3 separate regions of the Mus musculus genome follow, and regions 2 and 3 are each linked to region 1. The links are chromatin contacts, called in public HiChIP or PLAC-seq and promoter capture Hi-C maps. All regions are on one chromosome and are shown on one strand. The core of a region is the stretch at or near the end of the contact, and the rest is flanking DNA. Distances in the headings are between cores, read along the strand shown. Region 1 holds the start of Lima1 (LIM domain and actin binding 1). Region 2 holds the start of 1700121M21Rik (a long non-coding RNA gene). Region 3 holds the start of Fam186a (family with sequence similarity 186, member A).

Region 1 (2,700 bases), core at 147-2,646:
AATCCTAAGTTAGAGAGAACCAACTCCTATAAGCTGCCCTCTGACCTCCACAAGCCTACCATAGCACGATGGCTGGTATTCATGCACACACATCACACAAATGGTAATTTTTAAAATATATATATATATATATATATATATATATATATATATATATATATATATATATATATATATATATATATATATATATATATATATATATATTGAAGGTCAGGGACAGTGGAGCACACCTTTAATCCTAACATTCAAGATGCAGAGGCAGCCATATTTCAGGCAGCCAAAGCTAGATAGCCAGCTCAAGGCTAGTCAGGGATTCTCTGAAGAAGCAGAAAGAGGAAGAGAAGAAGAAAAAGGAGGGAGAGGAGGAGGAGAAGACAACGACTGAGGAGGAGTTGTTCTTTCCTGCTAACTCTATAGCTTTTTGAAGGCTGTCTAAACATGATCACACTTGGTCGTCCATAGACTAACTGGACTAGGTATTTGTACCAGTAACTATGTAGATACAAAGTAGCCCACTCACCCACTTCCGTGCCAAGGATGATCTGCCCTCCAAAGGTCAACGTCTTAAAAACATAACCTCACAGTCTTCGGCTAACTTGCAAAGTCAACAGAACCATTTGGATTAGGCAGATTTTTGAGAGCTGGAATTAGTTGCAAGACAATAGCAGATCAGTATCTCTCACCAGGATCAGCTAAACTCATTGTTGTGAGCACCAATAAGAAGGCTAGGACGGGTGCCAGATGGTTCGCTCCTAGCACCCACGACTTCGAGCTCCAGTGTGTGTGGCCAGGGGTGTACAGTTACCTAATATTAACACCTACGGATGCGAGTGAGCAGTGGATCCCAGCTCAAGTACACCATAGCGATTTGGGAAGGACACAGCAAGTAGGAACTGTTCGGAAGGATGTTAAGTCTTAACCAGAGTTCATCTGGAGGAATGGACGGGAGAAAAATTGGAAAAGGAACGGCCGCGTGGAAGAAGGAAAGAGTGGCAGGATTACCTCCCTAAGAGGGTGTTTTAACTTTTGATGAAATGCCACTTTCCCTCCATCCCGTGCGAGACCAGGGGCCCAGGCAGCGAAGTCTCAGTCCCTTGGACTTCCCAGAAGGGAGGGCGGAGCATGGGAGGCTCCTCCAACGTGGACCCCAAGGGGTGAGCCTCCTGCTCCTGCTACCCACCGCCTCAAAATACGCGGGGAGAGTGCGGGGCTCAGCAGGGTCTCCGCGCGCATGCAGGCTGCGGAGGGCGAGGCGAGAGGAAGCGCTTACCTGACTAGAAAGCCGTCGGGGCTCGGCGCTGCACGGCCACGGTCCTGCGCTCTGTCTGCCCAGCGCACCTGTCGCAACTGGGCTGCAGCACCTTCAGCTCCGCGGCCCCGCCCCGGCCCCGCTCAGAGCCCCGCCCCCTGCCGCGGAGGCGCGCCCGTCTCCCGCCTCCCGCGCGGCCTTGGAGCGAACGTGCTCGCTCCCGGCGGCGTGTTCAACTCGTGACCGGAGCGTCGCCCTAGTAGCGGTGGTGTTGCAGGAGGCGTGGCTCCTGTGTCAGCCTCCAACTTGGTCGTGTCCCCTTTCTGGCTCACCCTATCTCTCTCTGACTAGAGATTGCAGCAGTTTGATCTGAGACTCACCCAGAAATCTGGTCTAAGTGCAACTTCAGGGAAGTTCCTGGTGCTGTCGGGGTAAGTTCTGTGGAAAGGTATTTTAAGAGAGGCCATGCCCTGTGCTGCAAAGAGCTGCCAAAGAGGCCTGGCTCAGACTACATTGGATCACTTCACCTCAGTGGACCTGAGTTTCCTCAGGAAAGGATAGGATTAGATAAGAGTAGGTGGTGTCCAAGTTCTCCAAGAGCTATGGGTTTTGTTTGTTTGGTTTTTGGTTTTTTGTTTTTTTCAACAACGGGTGGTTTTCCTTCATTTTCTTTTGAGACAGAGGAGGGTCATCACATGTAGCTGAGATTAGCCTGGAACTCACAGTGTAGCTGAAGTGATCTTTGAGCTGTTGGCTCACAAAACTGCCCGTAACTCCAGCACCTGGGGAACCTGATACCATTTTCTGGCGTCCGTGAGGAACTGCACACACATCACACACTCACACACATATACATACTAATAAGATTAAATAAAAGTCTTTTTTAAAAGAGGCTCTAAGAGAAGGGTAGTAGCACACACCCTAGAGTGGGCTTGCACTTCTCAACAGTGTCTGCAAGACCTGTTTCTGTTTCTGCACTAGGAATGTGAGGGTCTGAATAGATCATGAGGAGACATAGCATGTGGCCATCCAGCCCTCAGATTCTTGGCTCCACCACCATTCCTCTCTGCACGAAGCCTTTTGATAGTATCCTTTCCTGAGGTCTAGTGACATACCAAACGAAAGGAATTCTGAGGCTTTTCATGTGAGTGTTGATTAGTATCATAAGGGCCAGTGGTAGAAAGATTTGTTCAACTCCTAAAGCAGTCACTGGCAAAGGGCACAGGACATGTGGCCTTTATCCTGGCAACTGAGGTAGGATGGTTGCCTTGAGTCCCTGGATGTCCAGTGTTACAGAGTGAGAATAACCCAAAAGGAACAAAACAAGAAACCTACAAAAAGCTGTTGATGAACAAGTTTTAAGGAATTGAGCCATTCACCAAGGATAGAATATCATTCAAAAATCTAACCTAGACTGATTTCTGGATAAATGTACTAAAGAAGCAAAT
Region 2 (2,700 bases), core at 70-2,569, 40 kb after region 1:
CCAGGCCCAAAAGGATCCAAAGCTTGGCTCCCTCCAATACCTCAGTCACATGACATACCTGCGTGCAGACAGAAATGCCTGCACATATTCAAATCTTTAAATAAATTAGTGGTCTGGGGAGTTGGCTTTGTAGGGAAAGTTCTTACCATGGAAGAACCTCATTCATCTCCCCGGGACCCATGTGAAAGCTGGGTGTGCCACACCAGTCTGGAATCACAGCACCTGGGAGGCAGACACACAAGATTCCCTGGAGCTCACTGGTCAACCAGTCTCACTGGATCAGTGGTCTCCAGCTTTAGTGAGAGAGCCTGTCTCAAAAAGTAACATGGAGCGGGACTAAGGAAAACACCCCTGTCTTAGGGTTTCTGTTCCTGCACAGACATCATGACCAAGAAACAAGTTATGGAGGAAAGGGTTTATTCGGCTTACATTTCCACATTGCTGTTCATCACTGAAGAAGTCAGGACTGGAACTCAAGCAGGTCAGGGTGCAGGAACTGATGTAGAGGCCATGGAGGGATGTTCTTTACTGGCTTGCTCAGCCTGCTCTCTTATAGAACCCAAGACTGCCAGCCCAGAGATGGTCCCACCACAAGGGGCCTTTCCCCCTTGATCACTAATTGAGAAAATGCCTTACAGTTGGATCTCATGGAGGCATTTCCTCAACTGAAGCTCCTTTCTCTGTGATAACTCCAGCTGTGTCAAGTTGACACAAAACTAGCCAGTACAACCCCATATCAACCCTGCCCTCTACATACACACACATGAACACACTTGTGCACATAACCACATGAACACCTACATATCACACACACACACACACACACACACATTAAATAAGCAAAAGAAAAGTTTGTCTTTAGTGCAATAAGGAGCCAGTTAATCAGGAGAAGATGGCGACGGTCTTAGAGATGCTGGGGAACAGGTGAGAACATAAAGGTGTTTTGAAAAAAATATAAAATAGTAAAACTTAAAGCCAAAGTGAATGTATGAGAGAAATAAGAGTGTGTCTGCCAGGTAGTTTTCTGGGGCCTCTGGGCATTAGATTATTTAAACTGAGACCAACAGCCAAGTTCCGGTGTTTCCCCGAGGCTGTGCTCAGCTCTCAGGGTGCAGGCCTGGAGGGGGTCAGAGTGTTCAACTCTCAGGCCTGGAGGGGGACAGAGAAGACTGTACTTAAGCTGGGCTGTGGTCCAAAGTAGACCTGGAGAAGTGCAGGAGCTGAGAGTGCAAGGAAGGGAGGGGTTATAATTACCGACCTTGCAACTCAAAGGAAGAATAAAAAACATTTGAAACATTGTGGAAAGGTTATTTTGTTTGTGCAGGGTAGGAGCCTGGAGAGAACTTCGAGCAAGGAAACCGCCCCAGCTGTGCACGGGCTCGGGGCAGCTGTGCGGTGAGTCAGTGGGTCAGTGTGTCTCTTCTAGAGCACCCCGGCAGCTCACATCCTCCTGTACCTCCAGCTTCTGGGGATCCAGCTCCTCCCGCCTCTGTGGGCACCTGCTCCCACCTGCACACACCTCATGCAGACACAGGCAAAGCGTTTTATAATGTGTGTTGTTGTATACAAGACACTTTGTTTTATAATGCGTACTGTAAGTATCAATATGTTTTTGATCTACCACCTCTCTTTCACCACCCAACAACTTTGGCCTCAAAGTCAGTTCTGATTTGACCTTTGTCTCCATTTTGGTTTGCATTTTACTTCCTCCCTTCGGGTTCGTTCCCCCACCCCCACCCCCACCAGGTTTATTCGATACAACACAATCTCTAACTTCAGTGAGGTGACTGGCCATGTTCACCACCAAAGCAGCCTCTAAACTGGAACTCAGTTGCTGAGCCAGCCCCAGCCTCAGCTTTCTTGTCGGCTACAGGAGCACAGCACTCCTTCTGCAGATATCTCTGTCTGCCTCCCCTCTTGGGAATCTTGCAGGTCACTCACCCTGTGGACCCTTGGGCTGAGGCCTGCCAGTCTCAGGATGGGATGGCAGGCATGATTTCCAGACGTAGGTGTAGGTAATCTCAGAGGTACTAGATGCTCTCATTCGTAAGGTCCCAGAAGAAGTGTCTCCAGGCAAACTGCTCCTTCATGTAACCTCGAGACTTGAGACTGCATGGCTTTCATTATATGAAGGTTATGCATGTTCTTGTCTGCCAGCTCAGGGTGTTTGGGCACGTGGACATCTTTCTCGGCAACCATCACGCCTTCCTTAAGGAGTTCATAGATGGCAATCCTGTTCTTCTCAGGCATCAACATCACGGCTGTAAGGTCTGAGGCAGAGGCTGGAAAAGAAGCCCTCTATTCATTTTAACTTGATCTATTCTTTTGTTTTGTTTTTTTCAAGATAGGGTTTCTCTGTGTAGCCCTGGCTGTCCTGGAACTCACTCTGTAGACCAGGCTGGCCTTGAACTCAGAAATCTGCCTGCCTCTGCCTCCCAAGTGCTGGGATTAAAGGTGTGCACCACCTTGGTCTATTCTTTTAAACATATCATATAGGTAATATGTTGTTTTCTTGTGTGCAGTGTTATGCTAAACAAACGTCCTTCCGCTGAGTTGTAACTCCAGCCCTTCTTACAGATTTTTGTTTTCTTCAGGTGTTGTTTATTCTCTTTTGTTGTTTTGAGACCAGGAGCTTTCTGAAGAGGCCTGCCTTGAGCTCCGGACCCTCCTGCTTCTATCTCCCAAGGCAGGGATTATGGG
Region 3 (2,700 bases), core at 150-2,649, 56 kb after region 1:
AGCCTGACCTTGAACTTGCTGTCTATCTGCTTCCCCACATGAACGGAGCCTTCTCCCTTTCCTGTCCCTTCTTGATGGCTTGATACTTCACCACCTCCATTCCACCTTCCTGACGCCGCACCCCTTTAATACAGTTCCTCGTGTTGTGCTGACCCCCAATCATAAAACATGTCTGTCGCTACTTCAGAACCGTAACCTTGTCACTCTATGACACTCTGTGTGTAAGTATCTGTTTCCCAGTGGTCTTAGGCGACGCCTGTGAAAAGGTCACTGGACCCCAGAAAAGGATCTCAACCCACAGGCTGAGAATCACTGCTTCAGAGCCTGAGTTGCCTCTGAAATGTCTGGGACACTGCTCTTCATGTTAGATAGATAGCTTGGTACATGTCTTCCTGTTTGATGGCTTGTATTCCTGATACCCCATCTTGCTTACTTCATCTATAAAGACTACATTTATTAAATCAAAAATTGGAGGGTTTTATTTGTTTTATAAAGAGCTATGATACTTAAAATACAATTGTCATGGAGAATTCTAAATATTTTACTTTAATCTGGTAATAATCTGAAGTCTTTTCTATTCAAATAAAGGAGAAAGTCTTAGAAATTAATCTCTCTCTTTTTTTTTTTTTGAGACAGATCTTATGAATCCTTGGTCAACCTGGAACCCATTATGTAGCACAGGTTTGCTTATATTAATTAATGTTAATTAGCTGGGCAGTGGTGGTGCACATCTTTGATCCCAGTACTTGGAAGGCAGTGGCAGGCGGATCTCTGTAAATTTGAGGCCAGCCTTGTCAATATACAGTGAGTTCTAGGACAGTCAAGACCACACAGAGAAACACTGTCTCGAAAGAAAGAAAGAAAGAGAGAGAGAAAGAAAGAAAGAAAGAGAAAGTTAATTAAAGAAAAAAAGGATATATAGATAATAGAATGTTTCTAGAACTCCAGCTTGTAGTTAATATTAGAACTGGACCGGTATAGTGATGAATGCCTTTAAATCCAGCCCTTGGGAGGCAGGAGTTGGAGGACAGCCTAGTCTGCATAGCAAGCTCCAGGGTAGCCAGTCTTAAAAAAAAAAAAAAAGTATTTGTAAGGAACATATCTTAAAAACTATTTTGTGAGTTGTAAATAATGTGACTCCTGATGCCTCAGAGGCAGGATCCATCCCACCCCCACCCCCATCGCAGAGAGGAGCCGAGCTCTTGGACAGCGTTGCCAAGCTAGTGAACTCACCCCAAGGCAAGCTGTTGCGCTAGTGTGTCAGCTCCAAGCTCTGAGTCCTGAGAGCGCAAATCTACCGCCCAATGAAATGATACAAGAGCTGGAACTTTGGGAACCGACTCCAAGATCTCACTGCAGTGCTCCCTAGTCAGAGCCCTGTTGGTACCTATGAGTAAGAGACTTGAGACTGTGCGTGGCCTCAGTGACCGTTGGAACTTACGGCGCCATCGCTGGGCGCACACAAACTCGCCTGGCAATGCCTGCTATGCTCCCAAAGACCTCTCAGACCTCCATCAGTGCCAACTTCCCAGCCTGCCTCAGCGGAAGGACTTCCGGGAGGACACGGTGGACATCCTCACGGGAAAAGATTCCCCAGTGGAACCCTGCAGCAGCATTTCTGCCCAAACAACTGACTCCCGCTTGGTGAGATGACTGCTTAACTTCTATATTAGCATGATATTATAGGGACGGTTTGTGTGGATAAATCGGCCATATTCGAAGACAGATCTTGTGTGGCATCCTAATTGCTGAAGCTGCTCCTATAGGCCTTACTCTTCGGTGTTATCACGACCATAGACTTTAGGGCTGGAGAGGCAGCGCTTTGCCTAGAATCAAGCACCGTTGTTGCCAAGGGCCAGGGCTCACAACTGTCTGTAATGTCTCCAGGTGCCCTGATGCCGCCTTCTTACCTCTGTAGGCACCCAATGCTCACAAACTTGGAAACCAAAATCCTGTAGCTTGTGCTCACAATTTCAGGGTGAAGTACTCTACTCCAGCTCTGAAACTTTTTAAAAGGCCATTGTACTGACACTTCCTCAAAAGGGACTCCAGAGGTTGGTGCCAGAATTTACTGGGATCTCTGTGCAGGGTGTGGTATAAGCAATTTAAATAAATTCTAAGCTCCTTGTAAACTCATGGTTTAAAACTGGCCTCTTAATGTTCTGAGGAAAAGAGTAACAAGCCATAATCAGTCAGGAGCCATACTTTCTGTGTGGCTCATACTCAGAATCCCAGCATTTGGGAAGCTGAGGCAGAAATACTGGCTGGAGTTCAAGGTCTCAAAACACAGCAGCAGAACAGAGAGCCAAAGAGCAGTGACTGGAGGGGCTGCCAGCTGACTAGGAAGGAAACAGTTAATCTCGTCTGAAGCCTCTCTTGTGGGAGCATTGTCATCAAGCAAATGTCTTGATGAGGTAGATCCAACAGCGCCCACTGAAGACAGGTCCACCAGATTTTGTGATGTCACCTTATTTGGGGACTGTAATTAAGCTTCTTAAACTGAGAGCATCCTGGACTACTTAGGTGTGTAATGAATTCACTGCCGTTTCTCCTCAGAGTCAGAAGAGGAGACAGAAGACACATTGGCCATCTGAAGGCAGAGACTGAAGTTACAAGTCTACAGGCTAAAGAATGGCAGTCGAGGAACAAATCTCTCCCGGGGCCTCCAGAGACAGTGAACCCTGAGATGCTTTGACTTCA

What was found. HiChIP or PLAC-seq counts read pairs in DNA pulled down with a chosen protein or histone mark. Capture Hi-C pulls out chosen DNA fragments and counts their contacts.
Region 2: a promoter capture Hi-C map of pancreatic islet shows a contact between it and region 1. The contact joins the promoter of 1700121M21Rik here to the promoter of Lima1 in region 1. A contact is called at or near these places in 6 of 15 datasets of contacts at CTCF or cohesin (embryonic stem cells, large pre-B cells, pro-B cells and 1 more), 35 of 484 Hi-C or Micro-C datasets (B cells, the G1E-ER4 cell line, the HL-1 cell line and 6 more), 19 of 115 datasets of contacts at active chromatin or transcription factors (bone marrow-derived macrophages, cardiomyocytes, embryonic stem cells and 7 more) and 3 of 9 other capture datasets (adipose tissue, liver and pancreatic islet).
Region 3: an H3K27ac HiChIP or PLAC-seq map of embryonic stem cells shows a contact between it and region 1, with 26 read pairs. The contact joins the promoter of Fam186a here to the promoter of Lima1 in region 1. A contact is called at or near these places in 3 of 115 datasets of contacts at active chromatin or transcription factors (the 230-238 cell line and embryonic stem cells) and 2 of 9 other capture datasets (adipose tissue and pancreatic islet).

Annotation. Positions count from the first base shown.
Region 1 is chr15:99,874,060-99,876,759 of GRCm38.p6, forward strand. Lima1 (LIM domain and actin binding 1) reads right to left here and starts at 1,397. Exons shown (of 11, transcript NM_001113545.1): 1 at 1,274-1,397.
Region 2 is chr15:99,913,645-99,916,344 of GRCm38.p6, forward strand. It overlaps 1700121M21Rik (a long non-coding RNA gene), which reads left to right and starts at 1,320. Exons shown (of 3, transcript XR_875663.3): 1 at 1,320-1,395. It also overlaps the pseudogene Gm20564.
Region 3 is chr15:99,930,259-99,932,958 of GRCm38.p6, forward strand. It overlaps Fam186a (family with sequence similarity 186, member A), which reads right to left and starts at 1,400. Exons shown (of 4, transcript NM_028180.3): 1 at 1,234-1,400. It overlaps Gm21917 (a long non-coding RNA gene), which reads left to right and starts at 1,122. Exons shown (of 4, transcript XR_003951483.1): 1 at 1,122-1,644; 2 at 2,557-2,700.